Regions from separate parts of the Anas platyrhynchos genome. Here region 1 is linked to region 2. A link is a contact called in public Hi-C data. All regions are on one chromosome and are shown on one strand. Each heading gives the region's core, a stretch centred on a gene start, on an enhancer-like site or on the middle of the called end of the contact. The rest is flanking DNA. Distances are from core to core; before and after follow the strand shown. Region 1 holds the start of ERC2 (ELKS/RAB6-interacting/CAST family member 2). Region 2 overlaps ERC2 (ELKS/RAB6-interacting/CAST family member 2).

Region 1 (7,023 bases), core at 2,207-4,706, 59 kb after region 2:
GCACACATGCCAAATTGCTCATTCTCTAAAAATCACATATATTCTACATTCTAAAATGGCTGAATGAGTTCACTTGAACTCATTTTGCTACTAAGATTATTGGCTGTTCCCTTCCCTTGCCACCTTTCTATAGCCCTCATGCAGAAGATGGGGGGACTACGGGCATGAGTAAATATACCTCATGCTATTTTTCATCAGAATTTGACCCAGCATTTGTCTGTTAGCAGAGCTGAAAAAGAGCCCATAGAACAGAGTAGTGGTGAGATAGGTCTCCTCCAAATGAAGCTGAGATAGTATGTTAACTTAACAGTGAGTTCAAACACTACCCAACAGAAGGTAAAAGAAGACCTATGCTTGGGAAGACCAGAGGGGCAATTTCTAAGGCAAGAAACTCAGTTTTCCTCAGTAGGAATGGAAAAGACAAAAAGATGCCTCAGCATGCCAACTTTGTCCTTCATTCTTGGAAGGAAGGGAAAACATTACAGTAGCTGAATCATCTACCTATTGGGACAAAAAAAAATGCATCTTATTTCAAGACAGAAGACGCTTCCCATTCGTAAACCTATCTTTATACTACACGAAAAAAGAAAAACAAAGACAGTTAGAAAACCAAAGCACTTGATTTCAATGCTAGAGTAAGGAAAGAAAATAAAAGTATTGTTGTCCACAGTCAGGAAGGCAGCCTACCAACCCAGTTACCCCACCACCTGAGCACAGTTAAAACAGGACTTACTCAAAGGTAATTGCAGCCAAGTCTCCTCCACACCTGTCACACTTACCCCAACACACACACAACCTTTCTGTCCTCAGCACTATCCTTCAAAGGTATTTATTCCAACTGTTTTTGCAGTACTTTTACCACTCATTCCCCCAGGAAAACAAAAAGCATAAGGGAGAGGACAACAGCAGCACAGCCTGCACCCTCGCTTTCCCTCGCTAGCAGAACTTTACCTCATTCCTCTTGCAGTTGAAATTTCACCTCATGATGTTTATCTGAAGACTTAGTGCTAAATGAGTTTAGTACAAAAAAATAAACATCAGTTCTTAACTGGAGTATATTCCCCACTCTGAGGGCTCTTGCTGGAGATGCAGCACACAGCTTCTCCCACTAATCCTTCTGAAGAAGGAAATGATGTTCCCTTTGCTCACAGGACCAAAAGTCACTCCTGTGTTTTCCTCAGTTTCCCCTAGAAGAGGAATAGCTACCTCACCTTGACACTGCTGAATAATGTTTTATATAGGGCTTCCAAACTAAAATAATGGTAATAGAAAGATTTCTCTAAAGTACTTAGATTTGGAAAGACTACACACACCTTAGTACAGTCACTTCACAGGAAGCCAAGGTTTACAAGTTCCTCACACTAAGAAAAACAAACCTTTTCACCACATACACATATTCCTTAAGAAAACCATAGGCACTTACCATTACACATTCCCCACGTGCAAAAACAGATCCTAAAAAAGCCTCTTGTCTCCTTCAGACACAGAGAACTAAGAAATCAGGACAAGCACCCTCAAGTGGATGAGACCGTGAGGGGATGGGAACTACAAAAGCCTTCGCCCTTCCCCAGGGCAGGCGAAGAAAACCCCAGCTCGCTAGGGCAGCTGCCAGGCCCCGCGAACCGACCGCAGCGGTGGGGCGCTGAGGGGATCTGGCGCGCGGCGACCGCCCGGCCTCCGCCCTCTGGAAGGGGCGCTGCCTGCAGCCCCGTTCGGGGTGCTGGGGAGAGCCGAGCCCGCCCTTCTCCTCCTTCTCTGTCTCCTTCTCACAGGCGGCTGGCAAGGCAGTGAGGGTCGTTCCGCACCGAGGTAGACAGAGCCTCACCCCCGGCAGCGAGATCGCCACAGGGACGCGTTGGAGGCGGGCGGCGGGTCGCTGCGCTGTCACAGCTGGGAAGGTGGCCGGGCTCCTTCCCTCCCTGCCTGCCTGCCTGACAGGAGGGGACCCCAGCGGCGTCCCCTTGCCCCTCGGGCTGCGGGAGGGCTCCCCGTCGGCAGGGGATGGAGGCAGCGCCCAGCCCCTGAGGCAGAAACAGTGCGGGCATGGCCGCTGCCCTCAGGGCAGGGCGGCAGGAGGTCGGCAGGGCCGGGCAGAGGCGGAGAGGATATTTGCCGTCCTCGATGTCGCCACAGGGAAGGCAAGTGGCAGCGCAGAAGCCACGGAACGAACGGGGGGAACCTTCCCCGCCCTTGGAAAGAGGGAGCAGGAGAAGGGCCTGAAGAGGCCGGGGTGTGAGGCGGCCTCCCTGCGTATACACACGGGGGATATGAGAGGCAGAAAAAAAAACACCCAAATCCTAAACAAATAGTTAAGTGACACCCCTGATTTAAAAAGCCAACCAGCAAACTAACCCTGACAAGTGAGCTTTTCCCTCCTCTTCGCTGCACTTATTGGCCGGGCTTATTTGCAGCGAGCTTGTGTCTGCCAACGCAAGTGGCCGGCTGCAGTGTCCATCAAGGGGGAAATGATCAGCTCGCCGCTAAGGGAGTACATTCCCATCCATCATCACGGGGCTTAGCAGGTAGCTGCCTAGAAATCAATCACACACTAATAAAAATATATATTATTTCTCCTCCGTATTACTAAATAGCGCTCTCAGCAAGATATAGATGCGTCCTTGATGAATGTATACATGGATTTTATCGTTTGCATCACTCTTGTCCTACCTAAAATAATCTTAAAAAATAAAAATCACACAGCATCCTAAATGAGCAAACCCATTAAGTATTCATTAATTATATAACTACAAAATACTATCCTGCTAATTTCTGGTTTCCCTTCGCAAGACTCTGAAAGGGAACAGAAATATCTTTTTTCCTAACACAATTTTTAAAACATCATCCAGTTTCTAGGTATAAAGCGAAAAATTTCTGAAGCTCATCAATTATATTCTAGAAGAGTTTAACAACGATAGTAATATTTTTAAAGATTGGGCACAGAAAAGGAGACTCCTATGGCTGCTTTAAGGAGAAATTGCAAGAAAGGTTTCTGGCTGACAATTCTGTAGGGAGAGGCACTCTTACCAGGAGATGTGGACTTGGTCCCATTTATCACAGTGTATTTCTAAGGCAATATAAAAAACCTCTTCTGCAATTTCATTTTCAGTTTCAACCATCAGACAATTGTAGAAAGCAATATATAGCAAATTCCTTAATCGCAACAGATTCACAGCAGTGCATGATAACCGCCTAAGCCTCTCACCTTTCAAATCATTGCATCTGTCTTTTCATCCTCACATGGATTTTACATCACGTTTAGCTGACATCTCGTTTGCTGGGAGGAAGGAGGCAGCAGTAGAGCCGGAGAAGCCGAACACCTACAAGGCGAGGAAGAGAGGGAACCTGCTGTAGTCGGGGGAGGCTTGTGCGCTCCTGTCCCTCGTCTTTCTGTCCCCCGGCGAGTCTCCCTGTCAGCTGCGAGCCTGGCTGCCTGTTTTGCCAGACCCTGACTCAACATTCCCAGCATTCCCGAGGAGCTGGGGCTTCAGCAGCGCTGAGCAGCCTGCCGCTGGGGGCAGCAGCAAGCTCTGCCAGCAGCTGGGGCTCTGCCAGTTGCAGATCACGTACTGCAAGCCGGTGGCTTTCTCCGAGGATTTGTCCCTGCCCGTTCACTGCACACCCTTGGGTTCCAGTCCGCACCCTATAGATGTCTGAAAGTGTGTTACTCATTGTGAAACAGCCTAAAAATACACCGGTGTCTGCGTAAAGCTGCAGAGGAAAAATGTTTTCTTGTTCACCGAAGGCTGGAAATACTCGAAGCCAGGTACTTCAGAACATGGTATGTAAAATCTGTTATATCCAGACAGATATGAAAAACCTGAATCCGTATTTTGGCTTACATCTGAAAGTAATTAAGAAGACATCCATAATAATTTCTGATAAAAAATCCATTCAAAAAATGCACAGATTAGCTGCTATATGAAGCTTGAAAGTTTTTTTTTTTCATCAGAAAACTGCAAACTACATTAAAATTACTCCTGACATTTTTAGTTTTGTATTAAGAGGAGTGAGGAAACCTTTGTAAAATCATCACTGTCTTCTTGCTGTAAGAAATTCTCTCTTTTCTCTCTTCTATTTTTCTTTCTTCTCCATTTTGTATTTTCTATGGGTTTAATTGCTCTTGATACTGTTATAATTGATCAGCCTCAGTCCTTAGTTCCAATATAGCTTCATATCTTATTCTACACAGAATTTCACAATTATATTTTATCTGCCTTTTCTTAATGTCACTGCTGCGACACTTTTTAACGAGCACTACAAATCCATGCAAATCCAAGATACTGTAATCTGTATCTTACTCTCTTGTCTACATATGGACCTATAGGCACATTAATGAGAACATTAGTGAGAAGAACAGCTTATGTGGAATTTCAATTAAAAACTATGACAAATGCAGTTGATTTCAACTGATCGTATTTAAAACTAAGAATCACTTCATCGCTGTATTTGCATTATTCAAAACTAGCTTAAATACTTTGCCATCGTGAATATTTATTCAAAGATGCAACTGTTCAAAACAATGCTAGAATCCAAATCACGGTAAAATATAGTAGCTTGTTAATCTTATTACAATATGAAGCGCATATTTTTTGTGAGCTCAAAGTACTGGGACAAACTAAAATACAAACTTCAGTTGCTTTTCAAAGCCACCTATTTACTTGAAGAAATTTCTGTTAAAATAGCTACGAAAAAAATGGACAGAAATGATGGACAGATAGAAACAGTTTTGGAGACACTTGACAAGAAGGGACATGGTTCTGTATACAAATAATTTCACTTGGTCTAAAAAGCAAACAGGAAGTATTCTTTTGTGCTCTTGAAGAGTTAGCAAGTCTGCAGCTGTAAGAAAATGGATAAACGCTATAAAATATGGGCCACCGCTCTGAACAAGTATCTGTTTTCAAAATCCATTGCTTAATTTGGATTTGGTGTGTGATAAGAATATCTTACAGAGCTGTCTCTGTATTGCTAATACAAATTCTGTCGCAGTCCTGTAGTGATGACAGGACTTTTGTTAGAAGTAGTGTCAGCTGCTGACAGTTTTTTAAACAATGTATCACCGCATCACTGTGTATATGAAAAGACAAGAAAATCAGGTTCTACTTTATGTTTTTGTGACTCACCACTAGCAAAGACTATGGGCCTTGTGATAGCCTGCAAGAGCCAAGATAATTCTAACAAAAGACCAGTAGCCTAAGATTCCCCTTTCCAAGGACTAATCATTGTGGGAAGATACCACAGAGCAACCGTAAGGTCACAACAACATTGCAATGAATTAGGCTTGCTATCATTCCATAAAGTTAGTAGTGGAATTAATAATAGACCATCTTGGAGTAGTAGACCATCTGTAGGGAGACTGGTGGTATTACTAATGCCAAAGAACAGAATATACCCAGTACAGACAAGGCCACTTGGTGAAGAGGTTAGGAAAAAAAAAATATATATATATATATATATACATATATATATATATATATGTATGTATTTTGCCAAATTGTATTGGAAGAGAGTTGATGGAGAAATGTGCAGCTCAAGTAAAAGAGGGGAGAACAGAATTTTACAGCTGTTCTATTTGTTATATTAGTAGTCTGAACATCCATGCAAACAACTTCACGGTCATTTAATCTGAACCCTTCCATGATGAGTGAACCTTACACTCCAGACAATACTGGAATCCTGACCCAAATTACAGGGTGATAACAATAGTATACACTTAAAACAGACTCTTTGCAGCTGATGAAAGTTCTCATTTCAATTTAATCATGGGAACATCTGTGTTGTTTTGGTGTCAACACAGGCAGGTGGGTGCCATTGAGCATTAAGAAAGATGAAAGCTAAATCTTGTGAATTAAAAAGCACTTTATTACTACTACTACTATTATTATTATTATAGCAGGTTCTCATACACTGACTAATAGAAATACTTTTTAGCCACCTGTTCCAGAGAAGCACTCTTGTAAAGTTTAATATCTAAACTTTATATATTTATATATAAATGTCATGTGATGCTATACCTAAGGTTTATACTTTTCAACAGTTTCTACCTTCAGATACATTTTTGGCTAGCCTATTTTTGTTTGTTTTCTGAAAAGTTTTCTGCCTTAAAAACAGCATATTGTGCTATTTACATCAGGATCCATGGAAAGCCCACTGAAATTACTGACAATTTTTATTATTTTTTATTTAAAGAAGAGTAAGTTAGGCCTTAAATAAAACACACATGAAATATGGATTTTGAAGTTTGCTATTTTCCTTGGCCTATGCTGAGCCTATACTGATTTGGGAAACAGGAAAGCGTAAAACATACTCTAATTTTTCTGTTAAGTTACTCCAAATATAACTCATTCAAAATAACATTAGAAAACATATAAATGTTACAGATTGACTTCCATTCCAGGGCCTCTCTTCATCCTTCTGACCTATCTTCTCTTTTTACCTGCGTTTATAATGCTTTAGCAGCAGCTACATCTCCCTTTCATAGTTTGATGAAAATGTATGCTGTTTAGTGCTTCATTTTATAAAAACACAAATGCAAACAGAAATGGAGCTCAGTCACTACTGCTGCGTAGTTGTCAGCACATAACAACAGGCATGTGCTTTAAAAATTGAGGAAAATGCATTTCAGCTTTATTCCATTGTGCCTGGCCCTGATGTATTCATCTGTGCTTCCCTAGTGGTAGAGTTGCTTTCAGCTTTCATTTAATATTACAAAAGTCAAGTTAAGAGCGTAATATAACATTCTACTTCTTTAACTGAAAATTAAAAGTTAGAAAAAAAATAGAGAAATAATTCTGACCTTATATTAATGTATGAAAAACTAAATTACATTCTCATAAAAAAAAAAAAAAACAGCAGGAGTAGAACCAACACAAAGACATTAAAATGATTAGAAGCATGCAAGCTTTTGAAACAGAAATACTAGATGTCAAAGGGTCAACCCATGTGTTTTGATGGTAATAAATAGAAATACATAAGATAGTACTACATTAGACTAGAAGCGGAAACAGTAATTCTGCTTACCCT
Region 2 (6,662 bases), core at 2,926-5,425:
AAGTGATGGGATGCATCGTCATTGCTTTGCAGTGCACTACCGTAGACATGTAACAATATCGCAGCACGGGGACTTAAAACCACACCTGTTTCAGAGCATAACCTTTAGAGGGAGAAACTCCACTGAGACCATTAGGCTGAAAGCAAAGACAGAGTCTTCTCTACTGTACAACACATGCTTTTAACTTAATTTCTGAGATAAAACAAAATAACTGTTTAAAAGTGAACTAAACTTTATGACCGAATGCACTTAACCTACCAAATTTCATTAGAAGAATATTTGATTTCAATAGTTTCACAATCCTTCACTGAATTTGATTTGTGCTGTTGCAAAGATATTCAAGTTTTAATGTTTCTACTGCAGGTGTCCGAGGTGTGCACTGAATCCTTATTTAGTGAAAGAGGTGTGCCCTTGCAAAACAGTACTTGAAGAAAAGAGAAAATGTTTTTCCTCTCACTGAAGAATTACAGTGAATGTTTTGTGAGTTCCATTTTACAACACTGATAACTTCTAATTCCAACTTTTATAAAAGACTGAAAATCAACTAGCAAACTCATAATGCAGTTATTTAACATCTCTCAAAAGCCAGATTACCTACGTTTAATTAAAAGTGTTTTCAGCACCACTTTCAATCACATTTTTATATTGTTTAGCAATAGTAAATTATTCCTAGATCAGACATCACTCAGACTCCAAGTTAGAATTTTAGGGGAGCTCTATGAAAAAGAAACACACTTTTTTTCAGCACAAATGACTTGCATAATAAACTGACAAAATAAAGACACTATTGAAAATATAAATGAAAATAATCAAAGGTAAGTTTCTATATAAGGGTTAAGGGATATACAGTCCTATATAATGGCTGAGACAAAGCTTAATACTGCTGCTGCATAGGTATCTGCTGATCCTTAAGTGCAAGGGAGCTGGAAGTCAACTGAAATTTCAAGCATTCTTCTTCCCCTTAACAGCCCCATAGCCTATACAGTGATAAAAAGAAGAGCACTGACAATGAAAGATGAGCACATTAGCCCTTTTCCCCACATTGCGGACTAGTTTTTATAATATGATGTCTTCTTTTAGCTCAGCTGCCAGCATCCCTTAGCATTCTCAATTCAAATCCATAAAAGCTGATTCCAAGCCCTCCATTTGAAATTCCTTCTATAATAACTGAGAGAATCACCACTCTACAAAGTGAATCTCACAGCATGTTCCCGGTGGCAGAAGTAACATGCTTCACTGTTCTGGAACAGAATCATATGCATTGATTGAAATATTATAAATATTAACTGTTCTTTGCAATCAACTGCTGGAAGCAATAACAACCCTGCAGCAGGTTACTGGACTCACAGACACATATCTCATTGTCCTTAATATCTGGACTGAGTTGGATTCTAGAAAATGATGAACTGTAGTTCTCAAATGTAGCACCACCTAACCACACTAAGAATTGGATGCAGTCTGGTTCTGATATACTCTGACACTGTGCAGATGGGATCACAAACAGCAGCAAAGGGTTAATCACAGGGTAACTACTATCCATTACACCACATGCTACAGCTCCTATCATTTCCTTCTCTATCTGTAAAGAAGTAAATGCATTTATGCCACCTTCCAGCAGATGTACAGCTATGGGGATGCTCCTTGAAGTACAAAACTGTGACAGAAATCTCTAGATTAAAGCATTATGCTACTGAGATGACCAAAAAGCCTATCCAAAGGAAGTTTTAGAGGACATAATCTACCATGAGTGAGAACTTGCATCAGTCACTACAAATCAAAAATAAGTCTGCATCTTAAATTATTTAACATGGTGCCAGGGAACTTTCTGAAGGAAACTGCAGATTTTCTTCAACTGAAAAATAATTTAAAAAAAAGTGTTCCTTTAATTCTGTTAGTATTGTCTAATTCTCTTTACAGTCAGAATTTTATTAGCCCAAGAAGGCAAGCTTGTACATATTCCTAATTTTAAAACCGAAACAACAGAAGAGTTAGACAACTAAACAATCCAATTAGGTGGCACGTTTTATTAGAGATGCACAGAAAAAACAATGTTAAAAAAGTGACATTGTTCTTTTGTGCTTTGGAGTAGACTGATCTATATTTGCCACCTGTGGATCAAGCTGCTGCTGAAACCATCAAAAAGACTGATGATCACAGGCTGATTTACTTATTTCCAATTGGATCTACAGAGAAAAGATAAAGTTGCTGGAAACAAGAGTAAGCTGTGTTATGCACATTTGTTAGGTGTTTCTACATAAGAAAAAATGAATTAGGACCTGTTCTTCAGGAATGATGCCACTTAGTGGTATGGAACTGTCAGCTAATAAGGGTGAGGTGCAAAAATCAGAACAGCCAGTATGTTGAAAGAAAAGGGCTCGGCATGAAAAAACATGATTAAAAAATTGAGGAAAGAGAACAGAAGTTATAGAAGTCAAAATAAAATGGAATGTAAAAGGCGTTACACTGCCTTTTATCTCTAACAGGAACACCTGCCAGAATGTTGGCAGTGAAAACTGCATTGAAGGCTTTATTATTTTTTTTTGCTCTATCTGATCAATTCCTGTAGCTGCTAGAGATGTTAAATGATCACAGAAGGGAACAGAGGAAGTCAATGAAACACTGTCCTTTTGTAAAGCCTTAAATCATTACCTCTGACAAAACTGGATGTAATTCTACAATTCTTTCACTTCTCTTCCTGCTTCAGTCCCTCTGCATTATCATTATTTACCCTACTCCAATAAAAATAAAAAATAATTTTAAAAAGATTACAATTTTAAAACACTAGTTTTATTTACATGGTGCTGGCCTCATTCACATCTCCATTGGTGAACCAAAGAACTGCAGCTCAAAGGCTTATTTCACACAGTTTTTATAACGCTATTCATATTTCAAAATTCAGTGGAATAACAAACCACTTGCTACCACCTCCAACAAAAATTGCACCTTCTTAGTACTCAGGCCCTATTAAAGGTACCCCATGAATTTTTTTCTTCTCTCCAAACTGTCTTCTTACAGAAATAATTTGAGCGGCTTCCATGATTTATCTGTCACACAGACTCTCTAATGCTCCCAACTGCATTGGTAACTCAAGTTCAGTTTTGGAAATTGATTTGTCTGCTCCGAGAAAGCAAAGTCTCAGCCACTTACACTCAAACTCTAGGAAAAAAGTCTCAATAAAAAAAAGTGTACCTCCAAATAGCACTCTCATTTCTCCTGCCAGAACTCTTAGTAACACATTATACATTTTAGCTTGATAAACACTCTAGAAGAGCCTATAGCAATCCTAAGTATTACCAATACCCAATATGAATCATATCTAGGTATGATGATGTGAATGACCACTCAAATTTCCTATTTGTTCTAAAAACTGTTCATTAAAATGAATACTCACTTAAAAATCAAATTCCAGGCAATGCACTTTTTAAGCACTTTTTAAAAGAATTATTACTGATTACATATAAAAGTAAACAGTGACCATTCCAAAAAACATACCTTCTCTCTGTAAGCATGCACATGTATATATGAAAATTGTTAGTCCTCAAAAAACATGAACATGCATTTATGTTAGCTGCACTCCTTTCCATCTCCCAGGCTACTGAAGTCCTAGAAACTGCCTATATGCTATAGTGTAATCTATTCAGATTTCTTGTATTTGCATGGGGAAGAACTGCAAGTCATTTCCAAGACAAAATAAAAGGATAGCCACATAGCCCACTGGTCAAAAAAATTCCCTTAGAAAGAGTAACATGAGGTGCTGTCACCGCTGTAGGGCTCTGCTGGTTCTCTTCAATAGCAAAGAAAAAGAAAAACAATCCTCTTAAAGAAAACAAATATTTTTACGGCTTTCACACCCACATCAAGTTCATGCTTTGTCTATGAGCTTACAGCTCGCTTTAGACCTTTTTCCCCTATAAATAAAAACTGTCAAATACAATAATAAAATGATCAATGAAGATTCTTCCAAGCAATTATTCCTCTGATTAATCCGCATTCTATTTTTCACAAGAAACAAGGGAGGAGGTGGGGAAGACATAGCAGAAAACCTTACATTTGTGCTGTCCTAAATACTAATTAGTTGATAGTTTTCTTGCTTTAAGACCTTCGCCTCCACACCTCTTCCCCTTCAGTGCCACAGGCAGTTTAACTGAGCTAGACCATAGAAGATTAATTCCAGGAATGCTGAAATGTAAAATATCCTGACCTCCTTGGAGAGTGACAGCATGTGTTTACCTGCCAAGTGAAAAGCCTTCAGCCAGCTGCTTTCTTTATTGTCCTGGTTTCAGTTAGAACAAAATTAATTTTCTTCCTAGTAGCTGGTGGAATGCTGTGTTTTGGCTTAGGATGAGAAGAGTGCTGATAACACCCTGATGTTTTAATTGTTGCAGAGCAGTGCTTATACCAAGCCAAGGACATTTCAGCCTTTTGCTCTGTCCTGCCAACAGGCAGGCTGGGGGTGCAGTAAGAGCTGGGAGGGGACAGACCCAGGACAGGTGACCCAAACTAGCCAAAGGGGTATTCCATACCATCTGACGTCATGCTAAACAATATATAGGGGTGGCTAGCTGGGGGGAGGGGGCCGGACTGCTCGGGGTTAGGCTGAGCATAGGTCAGCGGGTGGTAAGCAATTGCATTGTGCATCACTTGTTTGTACATATTATTAGTGGTAGTACTATTCTCATCATTGTATTGTTATTATTATTATTATTATTATTATTATTATTATTATTATTATTATTATTATTATTATTATTCTCCTGTCTTATTAAACTGTCTTTATCTCAACTTACGGGCTTCACTTTCCATTTCTCTCCCCCGTCCCAGAGAGGGAGGGGGGAGGGTGAGCGAACGGCTGCATGGTGTTTAGCTGCCGACCGGGTTAAACCACGACATTTATTCTTAATTATCGCTAAATAGAATAAAGGAGAAAATTGCTCCAGACATTTCAGGAAAGAAAGAAAAAATGATTCATTTGATATTTGGTAATCAAACGGATATTAAATTAATATTTTTTCTGTAGAATCTTTTATCACCTGTTTTCCTTTTAATATAAAAAAAATCAATAGTCTGTAAAGAAAAAGCAACAATCATTATAACCTTAGGAAAACAAGCTGACAATTTTTCACTTGCGCAGTCTGACATAATAATACCCAAGACATCTCTTGAATTTGGTGTGTGGTGCTCTGCACTCATAGCTGCTGCAGGGAAAGGTGACTCCGTCCCAGACAGACCCAACATACAGCGTTAAAACTTGGATCTCTGTTCAGCTAAATTCATTAAGTCTAACCTAGAATTTAAGAATAAACCACCATAATCTTTTGTGGCTTCATTTATGTATTCTTCTACATCAAATCCATTTTTAAAAGGTTGCTGAGAATGAAATGGTGCTGGAAGCGGCCCCAGTGACCGAAGTTTGATAGCTACATACCTACCTACCAAAGAAAGCATGTATAGTTTTCATTGGGTTAGAATTTGATTTTATGAGATTAAATATCAGAAGGCTATGTTATTACTGATGCACAGATATATTTCTCCTGGACCCCAAACCTAATTCACTGCCAGCATCTGACAAAACTATTCAAAAAATAAATCAATGCACTGTTGCTAGCTATAAATATTACCCAAATATAACATAGTTTAAACAGGCAGCGTTCACATCTTTTTCAGTAGAAGTAGTGTGAATATTTGCAATAGCTTGAGGCAATTAGACTGTTCAGAACACTGATGTTTTTGCTGGCATAAGACATTTGGGTTTTTGCTCCTGATTTGGAAGCAGAAGAATTCTATATTTACATGACATAAAAAAAAGAAACAAAGTGTGCTTATTTATAAAGTTGCAGAAAGAGAAGGCATTTGTAGTCTTTGTTTTTAAATTTAACAGTTCCTCTGAACAGGATATTGTTTCTTGATTCGAAGTCATAAAATAAATGTGAGCCACTTCTGGTGCTTTATATCTGTTACCTTGGATTTTGTTACCTTGGAAAGTGTTTTGTCAGATAACGTGTACCCACTTAAACAAAGATTTCTCCATAAAGGTCAGTCATCCTGACCAGATGGTATACCTCAACATTTTTATTTTCCCTAATTGTCGTGGTTGGGTCTGTCTGGGACGGAGTCACCTTTCCCTGCAGCAGCTATGAGTGCAGAGCACCACACACCAAATTCAAGAGATGTCTTGGGTATTATTATGTCAGACTGTGCAAGTGAAAAATTGTCAGCTTGTTTTCCTAAGGTTATAATGATTGTTGCTTTTTCTTTACAGACTATTGATTTTTTTTATATTAAAAGGAAAACAGGTGATAAAAGATTCTACAGAAAAAATATTAATTTAATATCCGTTTGATTACCAAATATCAAATGAATCATTTTTTCTTTCTTTCCTGAAATGTCTGGAGCAATTTTCTCCTTTATTCTATTTAGCGATAATTAAGAATAAATGTCGTGGTTTAACCCGGTCGGCAGCTAAACACCATGCAGCCGTTCGCTCACCCTCCCCCCTCCCTCTCTGGGACGGGGGAGAGAAATGGAAAGTGAAGCCCGTAAGTTGAGATAAAGACAGTTTAATAAGACAGGAAAATAATAATAACAAAATAATAATAACAATAATAACAATAATAATACAATGGTGATAATAGGAAAGTAATGATAATATGTACAAACAAGTG

The links. A called contact is a pair of places that touch in the nucleus more often than the background predicts.
Region 1: a contact with region 2 is called in a Hi-C map of F1 follicle, with 1.9 times the contacts expected there. The contact joins the promoter of ERC2 here to the enhancer-like site in region 2. A contact is called at or near these places in 2 of 8 Hi-C or Micro-C datasets (F1 follicle and skeletal muscle).

Annotation. Positions count from the first base shown.
Region 1 is chr13:22,087,719-22,094,741 of IASCAAS_PekinDuck_T2T, forward strand. It overlaps ERC2 (ELKS/RAB6-interacting/CAST family member 2), which reads right to left and starts at 3,457. Exons shown (of 18, transcript XR_011812383.1): 1 at 3,203-3,457.
Region 2 is chr13:22,028,361-22,035,022 of IASCAAS_PekinDuck_T2T, forward strand. All of the region lies in intron 2 of ERC2 (ELKS/RAB6-interacting/CAST family member 2), which reads right to left. Among named protein-coding and RNA genes, the nearest start is that of ERC2, 59 kb to the right of the region's middle. Within about 2 kb of position 4,176, at least 2 of the 8 cell types and tissues checked have an H3K27ac peak or open chromatin away from gene starts, as enhancers often do. A contact at or near this core is called in F1 follicle, where this site is marked.